2 separate regions of the Columba livia genome follow, and region 1 is linked to region 2. A link is a contact called in public Hi-C data. All regions are on one chromosome and are shown on one strand. The core of a region is the stretch at or near the end of the contact, and the rest is flanking DNA. Distances in the headings are between cores, read along the strand shown. Region 1 overlaps LOC110366091 (a long non-coding RNA gene). Region 2 overlaps PARVA (parvin alpha).

Region 1 (2,700 bases), core at 76-2,575, 260 kb after region 2:
AACTAATTTGTCACTGTGGTCCTCGGTGGATCTCTGAGTTGTATTGCTGTGCAGAAATACGATCATGTGCAGTGAGTCTGATTAGTTCTGACTGCATCATATCTACTCTGCAAGCACTGACCATCTGTGCAGCAACTGCCCAATAAATCCAAGGCTGCATCAGACCCTCTGGTGTTGGTGCACACATTTGCAGTGCTTGGCCAATACCTCTGGCTGACTGGCTGATCACTCAAAACTACTGTTTCACACACTCTGTTGTAACGAAATCCCAGGCAAACAGCCTCAATCCTCAAACTTGGCCTAGAAAACAGCCATGCTAGGGAAAACCTTCTGGGAATGAATGGAGGCAGCCTGGGAAATCTGTGCTCCCTATCCTCACAGTTATTAGCTTGTCTCATGCTTCCCAGTATCAGAGATAGTGGAAAACTACCCCAGGGATCCAGACTGAAAAGCAGTTAGACTTTCAGTTTAAAATTACGCCACTGGAAGAAATGTCACATCCAAAGCGTCTGATAAGGTGGTAAACAAAGAGGTAATTTCTGAATTTCCTGGAATAAGGGAGAGCAGAATCTGGCCCCTTCACTTTTGTTCCCTTTAGCAGATACAACCCCTTCGCCGTAGGTCCCTCTCCAGCGCAGTGACCGGAGAGCTGAGCGCGGCTGCCCAGCTCAGCGCGGCCGGGGAGCGGATCGGGGAGCGGATCGGGGAGCGGATCGGGGAGCGGATCGGGGAGCGGATCGGGGAGCGGATCGGGGAGCGGATCGGGGAGCGGATCGGGGAGCGGATCGGGGAGCGGAGCGATCACACCGCGCAGCTCCCGCCCCTCCGCGGCCCCGCAGCGCCACCCAGCGGACCCGACCCGGCAGCGGCTGCCGGCGGCTCCCCGCACTGTTTCGGGGGCGGGCGGGCGTGCACCAAACCCCGGCAAACACAGGCCGGGGGTCCTGCCGGGGGGGGAGCCGGTCCTCCCCAGCTCTTTCCCGATCCTGGCTCCTCGCTTGCCCGTTGGCGAGGCCGATCGGCGCGCTGCTTTGCTTGCCCCGCATCTGCTCCACACTGTAGAAGCGTTCCTCAAGGTCTGCAAGGGAGCTGCCATCACTGGGAATGTCTAAATTGCACTCAGAAACTTCTCTAATAAATGTGTTCTCACTGACGTACAGGGTGAGCACGAAGCAGGGATTAAACCAGGGAAATTCCACAATTTATAACATACAGGAAATCAAATTAGACTATCACTGTATCATCTTCAGGCCTTAAACCCGTGAATCTGCTGTCAGGTTAATAGCTTCTCTGCCTCCCCTCATGAGAGTAAAAACATCCCTGAGTGGCGAAAGGCCTGTTTTTAAGTGCTCAGTATCTTTATTGCACAAGACACCATACCTGCTGGCCATCTTCCTCAGTTCTCATCTGCCTGGCACCTGGTACAAATTACACCGCTACGAGAGGCAGTTAACAGACTCCCTAGAAGCACGGTTGTGCTTCATCAGGCAGGAGGCATCTCCATGTGCCAGTGCTTTTCTGCCCCCAAAAAAGCCACCACATCCAGTAGCATCATTTGTGTTGAGTGTAAGATGCAGCCAATACATGATCGGGTTAGTGCAAGCTATTTGCCCAGCCAGTGAGCAGAAAGCACCGTGAAGTAACATTGTGCTGCTAAATCTGTGATGCATCAGTGTGTAATGGAGCTCAGAGCCGCAGGCAGTGCCAAGGCAGACTCTGACTTCACCACGGTTTCACTGAAAACAGATGAATGCAGTATTGTCAACTTCAGCCAGCCAGAAACCATGTCACGCACTCAAAAATCACACAATGAAGTTTTTAGAAAGAACAATTTCAAGCAAAATTTTGCTTTTACCGTTTGGTGTTTCCTATCTGTTGTACTTAAGAGAATGGACAACATCCCTTTTTATATTTATATTCATAGGACCTCTACACATCTCACACAACACCCCAGGTCTGGCTGTTAGGCCAGCACTAAATATTGAGCCATATCATAAAACTGTGGGAATTGTCAGCACTGAATAGAGTGCACATTAAGAGAGACAAATAACCCCATGCAGGCAGACACAAATAACCCCCTTTCTTCACTGGACGGCAGCCAGTTTATTGGCGAGTGCCTCTTCCAAGCTCTACTCTCAGTGCTGAGAGCCAGAGCAATATTCATAGTATGTCAATGCAACCAATACAGCTAGAGCATTTAAAAGGAGACAGCACATTTACTTGACTGTGTGAAGAGTTCGGGGCTCATATATTTATGCAATATAGACAACTAATTTTTATTTGTTTACTCTCTTCAGGATTTGCGCCTGGCTATTTCAACAGGCACTCCTGGAGGCTGGAGGGCTGGATTGTTATTGTACATAGAAACCTTGAGCTAGCTAAGAGTCAGAAAAAGCCCTGAGTAATTGTTCTGAATGTTCAAAACACAGTCCACCTAGTGAAAAGGCTGCATCATGTCTTCCACAAAAGGAAAAACTACCTGGTAGCATAAATTGCATGTTTGCTGTAGAAAAACAAAATCCAAACTGGTATAATACAAAGACTAGTCCTGAACATGTCATCTCTTTATCTGCTCCCAGCTATCAGTATTGTAAATTGGCTTAAGCAACCACACCTCATTCTCTCACTTAGATCTCCTCTCATCTGTGTTTCATCTGTAGATGCACTTACTAAAGCTAGGTGAAAACACACCTTTTCAGT
Region 2 (2,700 bases), core at 80-2,579:
CACCTGGAATATGTATTTCTCTGAGCCATTCTTGGTATTTGTAGACATGGTTAATTCCTTTTGGCTTCTCCGATTTCTACTTAGCATAAAGTGGATTCTGTTCTTTTCCTGTGGAGTGATAGAGCAATCTATGACACTGACCCACTGGTGTGTGAGATTAAACTTTATTCCTAGTGAAACCTACAAAATTCCACTTGGAAAAAGGGACTTTAGTCAGGGTGGTAGGAGAGGGGGTGCAACAATTGTCAGCGGCCACTGCTACCCTTCAGAAGATGTGAGCAGATAGTGGGCGTGGTAGAGTGAGGAGCAGCTCTGCATTTCCACACCAGTCGGGAATTCCCAGACATGAAAATACAATCTCATACTGCAAAAGCTTTGAAAGCGTCAAAAATCCTAAGTGTAGTCTAAACGTTATAATTTCCTGAATTTTTTTTTAGTATAAAGTGGATAATTTTGTAGTGGAATGTGTGTTCACAGAAGAAAAAACCATCACCACATGTTTGGTATTTGTACTGAAGTACTTGGGCCTCTTTTGCCTGCCTTTGTGTGCAGTAAGACAACTTTTAAGTGCTCTAATTAGTGCTGGCCTCTTGGCTTCAGTGGCTGCAGTTGTGCACAAGCAAACAATTCAAGTACAGTTAACTGTGCTAGAAACCAAATGAAGAAAGAGAGTTGTGTTTTGTTTTTGTTTTTTTTTTAAATACATGTTTTTCTGCATGATCCTTTGGAGATACCACCTTTTTCCACTAGTCATGTTTCTTTGGTCATTTTCATATAGTGCTTTCCTGAGTTCATGTTGAGTAAAAGTACATAAAGCTCCCTGTTACCAGTGATGTTCTATAGGTAGACTTCAACACAGCTCTTTTCAGATAGTGTGCAGGTAATGACTGCTGGTTTCTTTTGTGTTAGGACTTAATAGTGCAAGTCTGCATTTACCACAGAGGGAAAATGTAATTTTCTTCTCATGGCCTGGCCATGGGCTTTCTGGTCCCAGCTTCCAAGACGTGCACAGTGTTGTGTCAGTGCTGTCCTGCCAGTTGTACCTGCACTTCTTTAGCTGACAATTGCTTGTTTCCCTGGAATTACAGCCAGTCAAAGACCTGGGTGTTAAGCAGTCCTAGGGCTGTGGTGGGCCACCTTCCTGGCTCAGCAAACGGGCAGGCGTCATACTTTGCAAACAGATGGAGCGGGTACAGGCAGCCTAGAGAGCACATGTGCAGCAAAGACATTAAGGTCAGAATTTCCCAGGCAAGAATGTCTGAATTGCTGTGCCCTACTTATCCAACTGTGAGCTGGATTAATGAAAGGGAGAGTTTAGACAGAGCAGTACTTTGGGTACATTTAGTGGGAGAAGAGAGAGATGTTTTCTTTTGTATCTGTACAGGTGGTGCTTTTGAAGGAAGCCAAAATAAGCTTCCTCACCTGGGTAACGGCCTGAATAGGTTGGCAGGGTGTGAATCCATTTTCAATGTGTGTAAAGAAAAGATAACAGTTTGCCGGTGTACAGCCTTTCATTTATTTTTTCTTTACAAGTTTCTTCTTCAGCCATCGAGTTAGGCTGAGGCCTAATAATTTATTTTTCTTTTAACTGTAGGCGGTTCTAAAGCAGCAAACTATTAATAGTGAAATATTGGTTTAGAAGAACTCTAATGCACAGGGGATTCTAGAGCAAACGAGGCAATGCTGTCAATGGTTCAGATTGTTCTTAATTACAATAATGGCATTATAGGAGCTGCAGTTGCTGTCGGGCACAAAAGAAGATAATGATAATGTCAGAGTGCTCAGAGTAAATGCAGGATAATGTATTGCAGTACTGGATTCAAAAGATGATATGCCTAACTTGTCGGCAGAGTGCATGAAGAAGAAGAATGGTAAAAGGCCAGAACAGTTTTTGTTGTAACTATATAGTTCAGGGTTTTGGGTTTGTGAGGTTTTTTTGTGCCCTGTGCTTTCAGGTTTAAGCAGAAATGTCAGGTCTCATGTGTTTCAATGACGTGTATGGATTTTTCTAGAAGAACTGATCACATCTGCCCTCCTCACTTGGAATAAAGAAAATCACCCTTGCTTTGAGAAGAAAAGATGTATTGGCTCAGTACTCTGGTACCCTCAACACATTCGGTATTGGTCCTCTTACAATAAAAGAACATAAATACAGTAGATTTGCCCCTGGGTCAGAATTTGCCCCAGTAGCCTCTGGAAATATGTTCAGATCTATTTGATGCATGTGATGCCTATTTTGTAATGAGTCCAAAAAACAAAAAAGAGGAGTCTGAGGTTTGGGGATGTTTCAAAGCTGGATTTGAATTTTATGGCTAGAGGCCAAATCTGAACTGTAGCACTTGTAAACATTTTAAGGTCGTATTCTGTGCACTCAAATTCATTACTGTAGAGGAAGAGACTTTACTGTTTTACTGCAAAATAAACCTGCAGCAAAGCAGCTTGTGGTCTTGGATTCTTGTCACTTCTTAGTTCTAATTCTGAGTTGTAGGTAAGAAGATACAATAAACTGGAAAATAGTGATAGTGTTCCTCATTATACTACAAGTGTTCAAAGTGACTTACGTGTTTTGCATACTTCCTAAGAACTCACTGCAGTGATGGATTGGAAAAAATGATCAGCATCCAGTTCATTTGCATCTTTATTATTTTGCTCACGTTTAACTGACTTGAAACAGTTACAAATGAATCATGTTTAACAGAC

Evidence for each region. Hi-C and Micro-C count contacts between places; a contact is called where the count stands out from the background.
Region 1: a Hi-C map of crop shows a contact between it and region 2, with 4 times the contacts expected there. The contact joins two enhancer-like sites. A contact is called at or near these places in 2 of 2 Hi-C or Micro-C datasets (crop and liver).

The regions. Positions count from the first base shown.
Region 1 is chr5:59,352,451-59,355,150 of bColLiv1.pat.W.v2, forward strand. The region is part of intron 9 of LOC110366091 (a long non-coding RNA gene); the gene reads right to left. Among named protein-coding and RNA genes, the nearest start is that of RASSF10, 30 kb to the right of the region's middle. Within about 2 kb of position 1,326, at least 1 of the 3 cell types and tissues checked has an H3K27ac peak away from gene starts, as active enhancers do.
Region 2 is chr5:59,088,227-59,090,926 of bColLiv1.pat.W.v2, forward strand. The region is part of intron 2 of PARVA (parvin alpha); the gene reads left to right. Among named protein-coding and RNA genes, the nearest start is that of PARVA, 13 kb to the left of the region's middle. Within about 2 kb of position 1,330, at least 1 of the 3 cell types and tissues checked has an H3K27ac peak away from gene starts, as active enhancers do.